3 separate regions of the Sus scrofa genome follow, and regions 2 and 3 are each linked to region 1. A link is a contact called in public HiChIP or PLAC-seq data. All regions are on one chromosome and are shown on one strand. The core of a region is the stretch at or near the end of the contact, and the rest is flanking DNA. Distances in the headings are between cores, read along the strand shown. Region 1 has its middle 160 kb from the start of IRF2BP2. Region 2 overlaps LOC106506002 (a long non-coding RNA gene). Region 3 has its middle 42 kb from the start of TOMM20.

Region 1 (2,700 bases), core at 188-2,687:
CCCACCCCTCCAATTCCAGGGTCCCTTACCACCCCTCCCCCAACCCACCCCCAGCTCACAACAAGTTCAAGGAAAAACAACCATGACTCTATCTTTGCCCACCAGCAATATGGCAGCCAGATAAGTGAACTCACTGGGATTGGGTTTCACAAGTCAAAGCGGGATCAGGGGTTCCCACTGTGCCTCAGTGGTAACAAACCCAACTAGTATCCATGAGGATGTGGGTTCAATCCCTGCCCTCGCTCAGTGGGTTAAGGATCTGGCATTGCCGTGAGTTGTGGTGTAAGTTGCAGGTACAGCTCGTATCCTGAGTTGCTGTGGCTGTGGTCTAGGCCAGCAGCTGCAGCTCTGATTTGACCTCTAGCCTGGGATTTCCATATCCTGTGGATGTGGCCCTAAAAATTAAAAAAAAAAAATGGGATCAGAGAGTTCTGGGTGAAAGTTGGGCTTGACTTTCACCCAGAACCAAGGCCACATGTGGAGGGAAAGTGCGTCTAGCTGCTGGCCGTTTCTGGAGGTCTGGATCAGAATGAGAAAAGTAGGCCTCCCCTTTGCAGCTTGCAGCCCCAAGCTGTGTGGTCTTAAAGCCTCAGGATCAGTGAGTAGGCCTCAGGCCAAAATTTCAGGCTTAGGTTTGTGGGCCCAAATGGGTAGGCTGTCATCATGAGGAAGCATGTATAAAGTTTAGTGGTGGTTTTTGGTTTGTTTTGTCTTTAGACTATTAAGAGTGTGGAATACAGCCGTCTGGAGGGTTTAGCATAAAGTCACCCCCAGCATAGTCCTTGACACCTGGTAGGAATTCCATGTATGGGAGCTATGGGCTTCTCCCGCCTCTGCACAGAGAAAGGCCCAGCCCTGCCTGGTCCAGCCTGACTGCTGGGAGCAGCCGCCTTTTGCAAAGAACGATGCCCTTCCCCCAGCTCAGGGGGCTGGTTGTGTGGGTTCAGCTCCTTCCACCTGTAACTGGGTCACGTCTTACTTACACGCCTTGTACCCGGCCAAAGAACTCAAAGGAGAGTTGTTCATTAGGACTGGGTTAGGCAACCCCGCTGCTCTTTTCTGGTGTGCTGTGTGAGACTGTAAGGCAATCCCAGCTTACGGCGGGGTTTCGGTGTCACCGAGAGTTCCCAGCGCTTTGTGGCAGCTCCCATTCATTCCAGACAAAGCCGAATGAGCAGTGGCTCATGTTTCCTAATCACAGGGCCCCGCAGCGCCCCATCCCAAGGCCACGCTGGACACTTCCGGGGTGCGCTCATTGAAGGAGCGCAAAGGGCTTAAAGAAAACCCTTTCTTTATTTGGGAGGTATTATTATCTGGGTTTTACTGACAGAGGTACCGACAGGTGAGGTGACCTGCTTTGGGACCACACAGTAAGAAGGGGCTGGGCTGAGGTGGGGGCTGGGGCAGCTGCCTGGAGCTCCTTGGCCGGGAGATGACCGCATAGAAAGCAGCTTGCACAGAGCCTGTCCTGGCCAGGCCCCGGGGGGACTCATGAGCAGACTAACCTCAATAACAAAGGCCGGTGCAGATGAAATTGAAAAGCTCCAGCCTGAGGAAATGTGGGCAGAGACCTGCCTTATCCTTGAGAAAGCAGGATGTAGGACATTACAAGGACAGAGCACCTAGACGCCAGAAATTGGAGCTCCCTGATGGCTCACGGGGTTAAAAAGCTGGCGGTGTCACCGAGGCCGCTCAGGGGCCAAAAAAAAGAAGAAAAGGCACTAGCACTCAGATGAGCAGCTCCTTTTTCAGCCCCTAGTGCTGCCCAGCAGCAGGCCTCCCAGACTGAGTCCCAGAGAGGACATGTCACCACCCCGACTCCTCTGTGACAATGTTATTCTTCATAATAATCCTAAATGCTACAAGAGTAACAGCTAGAAAAGAAGAGCAGAGAGTCTTTTTCAGACCCAACAGAAAAATTAAAAATACAATATATATTTCAGTACCAAACGGATGTCATGGATTAGTACCTATAATTGCATGAATTACATTTCAGTTATGTTCATGTATTTGGGGGGGAGGGGGAGGGAAAACACATGGAACGTATATATTGGTCTATTGCAAAAAATGAGTAATAACATTAGAGTTTCTGTTTTTGATGTTTAGGTTCATTTGTCCATGAACTGGAAAAACTGATCTTCAAATTTTCATGCAAAATGGACAGTGCAGCCAGGTTCGTCCATCTACCTTTACTCCTGGTTAATCAAAGAATGACCTTTGTAACAATTTTGGAAAATAGCTTTCCCATAAAGCGATACATATATAGTTATGAAAACTTGTAAAATACTTATAGCAAAGGGTCACAAAAATTCAGTTTCACAATAAATTCTAGAAATTGCAGTACTGACCACAGTTTTATTTCTCCAGGATCCAGCCCACTGTCTTTCAAATGTATCCATATTGAGAAACTTTAACCCCCCCAAAAGTTCCAAGTTTGACAGAATTGAAGTAACTCAAGGTTCATATAAAGATGCACAGAGAGAAACAATAGCATGATAAATATATAGAAATAAAGAAAATCCAGAGCAAGGGAAGAAAGAAGTAAGAGGGAAAAGTCACGTTTAGTCTCAATGCAATGACATAGTTGCTAGCATTGAACAGTAAATTTTAGTCTACACTCTGAGCTTCCTGGCAGCCAATGGAAAAAGGGAGCCATGGTCATATATGAGATTTACATTGACAGAAAAGAAATTGCTATGG
Region 2 (2,700 bases), core at 82-2,581, 220 kb before region 1:
CTAATCTTATTATCTCATAGTAGCTATTATCTGAGTCCTATGAATAATGTCATTCCAGTGTTTCTGGAGAATAGGAGTGGAGCTCCAGGCCCTTAAAAACAATCCTGGGCAGAGTCTGAGTAATCTAGTACATCTGAATCACAAGAAAGAGGCAAGTCTCGATTTGGAATCAGAAAAGAAATGATGCAAAGCTTTCTAAGCCCTGGAAGGGAGGGAAGCCCGGGCAGACCCAGGATCTGACTGCAAGGGGTTGGCTGCTTCTCTCCTGCCTATTCCACCACCAGCCGCCCCCGCTTCCCCAGCGCCCGCTGTGGCCTGCCCTCCTGGGCCCACCCTCCGCTCAAATCCTGCCCTTGTGATTGACAGGCCTCCGCGACCCGGAGGAGGAACCTCAAGGAGGAACCGGACCCCTCCTCGCAGAGCTGCTACCGCCACACAGAAGGGGCCCATTCTGCTTACAGGTTTGCTTCCCAGCCTGCTTCAAATCCCATTGAGGCCCAAAGCCCCCTCACTGGACCTGCCGGTTTTAGGATGCATATGTTTTTCCCCTTCCAAGCTCTTTTGTTGCATTGTGTATCACTTTCCTTACCTAGATACAAGGCTGTCTCCATGATGGGAGACCTTCCTTTCTAGAATTTCCAGGAAGTTCGGTTGCCTCCCACATGTTCAATTTCATGTAATTCAAACTGAAGTCTGAGACTCTTTTTCCTAATTCAGGAAAAGTTGTGAGCTTGGCAACCCAAATGGAAAGACTTTTTTTTTTTAATGGTAGTGGATTTGGGGGGTGTTTTTCTCATTTTGGTTGTGTGCGTATGTTTCATAAAGTGCATCGGAGAATTAAACTCAAAAAGCAACTGCTTGGAGAGATAGAAACTCTTGTAATTCATGTTGTGCATAATGGATCTGGCAGGCCCAAGCATAGAAATTTCCAGAAGTGTTTGCGTGGCAGCAGTTCTTAGCCAATTCACATTTTTTAGCTGTCCTGGCCGGCTGCCCAGCCTACAGAAAAAGTCTTGTATCTCCACAAGTTTGGCTGGCCTCTCTGACGAGTTTCCAAACTGCATGGCAACATTGGATGAGCTTATTTTCAAGTGCCAAAAAACTCCTGCTACTTATATCGTTACTAAATACCAGATGTGTTTAATACAGAGCAGGCAGAGCCAAACCTAGGGTAATCAAATAACCTATCATTAACATTTTCTAAAAACAAAAAATGCAATTGGAACACCAGATTACTGTTTTTCTTTGTTTGCTTTACGCCCTATTACTGGAACCCCTAGGGTGATGGGAACAGGACTCGGGGTGGAGAGGCCGGCTCTGGCAGCGGCCAAGACGCTGTTTACAATCACACCCCTGCACATCTGAAACATGTGTGAGAAAGTCAAGGCCCCAGCAGATTTCCTCTGCCCCGCTGCTCACATCCCTACCCCTGCACTCCCCACCCCAGGGGGTTCTGTGCAGGCGGTGGCTCTCACCACGCGGGAAAGGCACGGAAAAGCTGAGGTGCCCTGGGATTTGACCTTGAAGGAGAGAACTGTAGAGGGAGACGGGTAGGTAGGGTTGGGAGTTGGCAAATGAGAAGCTATGCAAGAGTGGGAAGCTGCTACTGCTGGAAAAGTGCAGAGACATTCTGAAAGGCTTGAAGAGGCAAGAGGATGCTGTGTGTCTTTGTCAGAGGCCCTGGCGGGGCTTCAGCTGGTAGCCCTTGCAGTGATTCTTCAGGCACAAATCCCCAGTTCCAACCCCGCCCCATCCCCACCCTGCCCATTGTTGTAATTTCTCTTCCTTGCTTCCCCTCCCTCTCTTCTTCCCTCCCTCCCTCCCGCCCTTCCTTCCTTCCTTCCTTCCTTCCTTCCTCTCCCTCCTTCCTTTCCTCCTGTCCTTTCCCAGGCTTGAGTTGCCTGGGAATCCAGGGCGAGGGAAGCATGGTGCCTCTCTCTCTATTCCAGGCCATTCCTGCCACCAGTTTCCCTCCGCCCGACCTCCATTGCCTGGGTGCTCAATCCTCCGAAACTCTATGCCGTCCCCTTTTTAGTCCTGCCTCCCAACGTTCTGAAAAGATGAAGAAGGCATCCTTGTCACCTCGAGGTTGGTGACCCCGGTAGATCAAATGGCAAGCATGAGTGTCAGGGGTGATTTGAGAAGAAAGATGGAAGTTTGCAAAATGAGATTTTATAGATGGAATCTCACCATAAGAAATTTGAGAGTTCATAACTATTCTGAAAATAGTTGTTATCTGCATTAAGACAACTGTATAAATAAAGGAATCAGTGATGCAGCCGGTTGGAGAGTTGTTTTAAGAAACCTGTCACTAAAAATGCAGTATAATCCAACGGTGCCTCGCCTGCCGTTTTGCCAAGGCAAACTCAGCTGGGAGGCTGCGGGGTTTCTCCACTGCGTGGAGTCATTAGGGGGATAAACCATCAGCCTGGTCTAATTAGCATTGAAACACTTCGCAAATATTTGACTTAAGGGGTTGCAAATAGTAAAATAATGTGGAGCTGATGTCTGCAATACCTTTCGAACTCGCCTCCTAACTATAGTCACATGTGTTTTACACATCAGAGGTGTTCCTGAAAAGTCAGGTGTGAATCCATATGCGACACGGAATTATGTTTCAGACATTCTAGGGATACTTCTTTTCTTTTCTTTTTTTTTTTTTAGCTTTTTGGCTTTTTGGCTTTTAGGACTGTGGCATAT
Region 3 (2,700 bases), core at 196-2,695, 240 kb after region 1:
GGGATCAAACCCACATTCTCATGGATCCTAGTCGGGTTCATTACCACTGAGCCACAACAGGAACTCCCTGCCTCCTGATTTCTGGTTCTGCTGGGTGGACGTGTATGAGAAAAGTGACTCCAGTCCCTTCTAAGAGAAAGAAAAGCGGTGCACTGGTGTGGGGGCATTGTGTCCCTGAGTCACACAGAGCCAACGCTGAAAAGCCTCATTTCCTCTGATAGGTGGCCCTTGGGAGCGGTGACAGAACTTGGGCCCGAGGGGGCCAGGACTGCCTTATGGGCACGACTGTTAACACACAGCACAGAAGACCTGAGAAGCGGAGACAGGCTGCCTCCCACCAGCCCTGCTCTCCAAAAAGCCACTTGGCTCCAACGTCTCATGACTTGTTCTTAGAGTTACATTTTAACTGACAAAGTTTAACAACAACTGTGACTTATGGCCTTCTAAAATTGGCAGCAGAAAAATGAACTGAGGAAGTAATGGAAAAAAACCACAAGTGAAGCCACTCTGTATTATGCACAATTTCTGTTATGGTTTTTTTTCCTTTCCAGGCGTGTGTGTGTGTGTGTGTGTGTGTGTGTGTGTGTGTGTGTGTTTTCGAATGGTAGAAAATATTTTCCAGATACGCCGCCCTGGCGTTCCCAAGCACATATTTATGCCAAATTTATAAGAAGCAGCTGCAGACAAGGTTGACTGAGAGGATTGCTCTGCTGTCTGGCTTCCAGAAGGTGCTTCTGCTCCTCATTCTGTCACCAGGGCACAGACTTACCTCCTAAAACTCTCTAACCTTCTGCATCGTTCCCCCAGCAGGAAGACAAACCCACGGCACAGCATGACCTGGAGGGATGTGGGGCCTCGCCCTTCTCAGCATCCACATCACACTTTTGATCTGCAAGGTGCTTTAGTGACCAGTACTTTATCATTTTTATTCATTGGAACTCCTCCTGCAGACGCAGGAAGTGTTCCAAGGCGCCTTTCTCGAATCCCTGGATGGCTTGGAAGGTAGGGTTGTTGGAGTCCCATCAACATCATCGGGTTCTGAACTGCTTGGAGCAGATGGTGGAGCCGCAGTGGGTGAGCCTGTGTCAAAGTGCCTGCATCTCCGAGACTCTCCAACCTCCTCCCCTCGCCCCTCCATGGCTCTGCCTGCTGCTGCCTGGTCAGGAGCTCCAGCCTCCTGACCGAGCAGAGACGTCGCCCAGGGACGCTGCCCCCCTGCACCCAACGCCAAGCTCTCCCTGGCCTGGGGCGGGGCCTCACGCCTCCCCCCACCCCACCACGGCCTTAATGAGGATGAGAATAACCTGCTCCGTGGCTTTCCTGGGGGTGACTAATGGGTTAATCCGGGGAAGGCCCTTTGAAGATGAAAAGCCTGATGTAACTCAAGGGTTGAAGGCAGGCACCTGCCCCAGCCTGGGCCTGAGTCAGCAGAGTGACCTCCTGCCTGCAGGCGGGCTGGGCGAGCTGGCCCAGTCCCCATTCAAAGTCAGGGTTGGCCAACCCCGTGCGTGTGTGGTGTGTGTGTGTGTGTGTGTGTGTGTGTGTGTGTGTTGTGTGGGCCTCTGGGAGGTTGGGAACTGTGTCTCCTGGGCGTTTGAGTGGTTGAATAAACCTTCAAATGGCTCTGCCAAGAGGGCAGCACACATCCTCATCCTAGAGAATATCAGTTAAGACAGTATTTCCTGGCCATTGTTAGGGGAAAATGCTTTCCTTTTTATTTTCTTTTTCTTTTTTTCTTTTTTCGGACCGCACCTGCAGCACATGGAAGTTTCTGGGCTAGGGGTTGAATCAGAGCTTTGGCGGCCGGCCTATGCCACAGCTACAACAACTCAGGATTGGAGCCACATCTGTGACCTACACCACAGCTCACAGCAATGCCAGATCTTTAACCCACTGATGGAGGCCAAGGATTGAACCTGCATCCTCATGGATACTAACCGGTTCTTAACCCACTGAGCCACAATGGGAGCTCCCAGGAAAATGCTTTTCTCACAGGGCATTCCTCCCAAGAGGTGCCGTTTTTCTCCTGCCTTTGGAAGAAGGAGCTGCGGCAGTGGTGGGCAGCCTGGGGAATCTGAGGTCGGGGTGTAAGGGAGGCGGGCGGCTGTGCTTTCAGCTCTCCAGCTCCTGATGTTCTAGTCTGCCCTGCATTCACATCTCCCAAGCAGAGAAAGAGGCAGCCAGAGCTGAAAACCAGAGGCCAAAAGCAGCGGATGAAGCGAGTGTCGTCCAGGACCACGCCCCCTCCCACCCTTGACCCGGTACAGGGGGATTTGACGCAGCGGCAGCTGGGAAGCCAAGAACAGAAAGCCTTTAAGCCACGCAAACTGATGCCAAGATTCCGCCACCCGGGAGCCCGTTTCCTGCGCTCTGCACATTCCTCCCTTCCCCCCCCCCGCCCCCACCTCCAGTGACCCCTCTCCACGCAGCCTCCTTGCACGCAGCACTGGTTTCTTCTTTCTTCTGGAACACAAGTCATGCGGCCAGAAGGAATGCAGGCACTTCTGCTTTCTCTCTTAGGTCCCCATTTCCTTAGAAGTTTTTCACTGCCCTTTCTCCTCCCATAATTTGCCCCGAACCCTAGAGGCCCCCACAACACACAGAATGATAAAGATACGAAAATAGGATGCAAGGATTGGCAGCATGAAGGCAGGAAAGAGGGCAGAGGGGGCCACTAATCTTTTTGCACGCAGCCAGGAA

The links. HiChIP or PLAC-seq counts read pairs in DNA pulled down with a chosen protein or histone mark.
Region 2: a contact with region 1 is called in an H3K27ac HiChIP or PLAC-seq map of skeletal muscle. The contact joins two enhancer-like sites. A contact is called at or near these places in 2 of 2 datasets of contacts at active chromatin or transcription factors (alveolar macrophages and skeletal muscle).
Region 3: a contact with region 1 is called in an H3K27ac HiChIP or PLAC-seq map of skeletal muscle. The contact joins two enhancer-like sites. A contact is called at or near these places in 1 of 47 Hi-C or Micro-C datasets (embryonic fibroblasts) and 2 of 2 datasets of contacts at active chromatin or transcription factors (alveolar macrophages and skeletal muscle).

The regions. Positions count from the first base shown.
Region 1 is chr14:56,389,333-56,392,032 of Sscrofa11.1, reverse strand. No RefSeq gene overlaps it. Among named protein-coding and RNA genes, the nearest start is that of IRF2BP2, 160 kb to the left of the region's middle. Within about 2 kb of position 1,437, at least 16 of the 83 cell types and tissues checked have an H3K27ac peak or open chromatin away from gene starts, as enhancers often do. A contact at or near this core is called in skeletal muscle, where this site is marked.
Region 2 is chr14:56,608,727-56,611,426 of Sscrofa11.1, reverse strand. LOC106506002 (a long non-coding RNA gene) reads left to right here. Exons shown (of 3, transcript XR_002338684.1): 2 at 1-461; 3 at 1,950-2,694. Among named protein-coding and RNA genes, the nearest start is that of TARBP1, 59 kb to the left of the region's middle. Within about 2 kb of position 1,331, at least 37 of the 83 cell types and tissues checked have an H3K27ac peak or open chromatin away from gene starts, as enhancers often do. A contact at or near this core is called in skeletal muscle, where this site is marked.
Region 3 is chr14:56,153,981-56,156,680 of Sscrofa11.1, reverse strand. No RefSeq gene overlaps it. Among named protein-coding and RNA genes, the nearest start is that of TOMM20, 42 kb to the right of the region's middle. Within about 2 kb of position 1,445, at least 54 of the 83 cell types and tissues checked have an H3K27ac peak or open chromatin away from gene starts, as enhancers often do. A contact at or near this core is called in skeletal muscle, where this site is marked.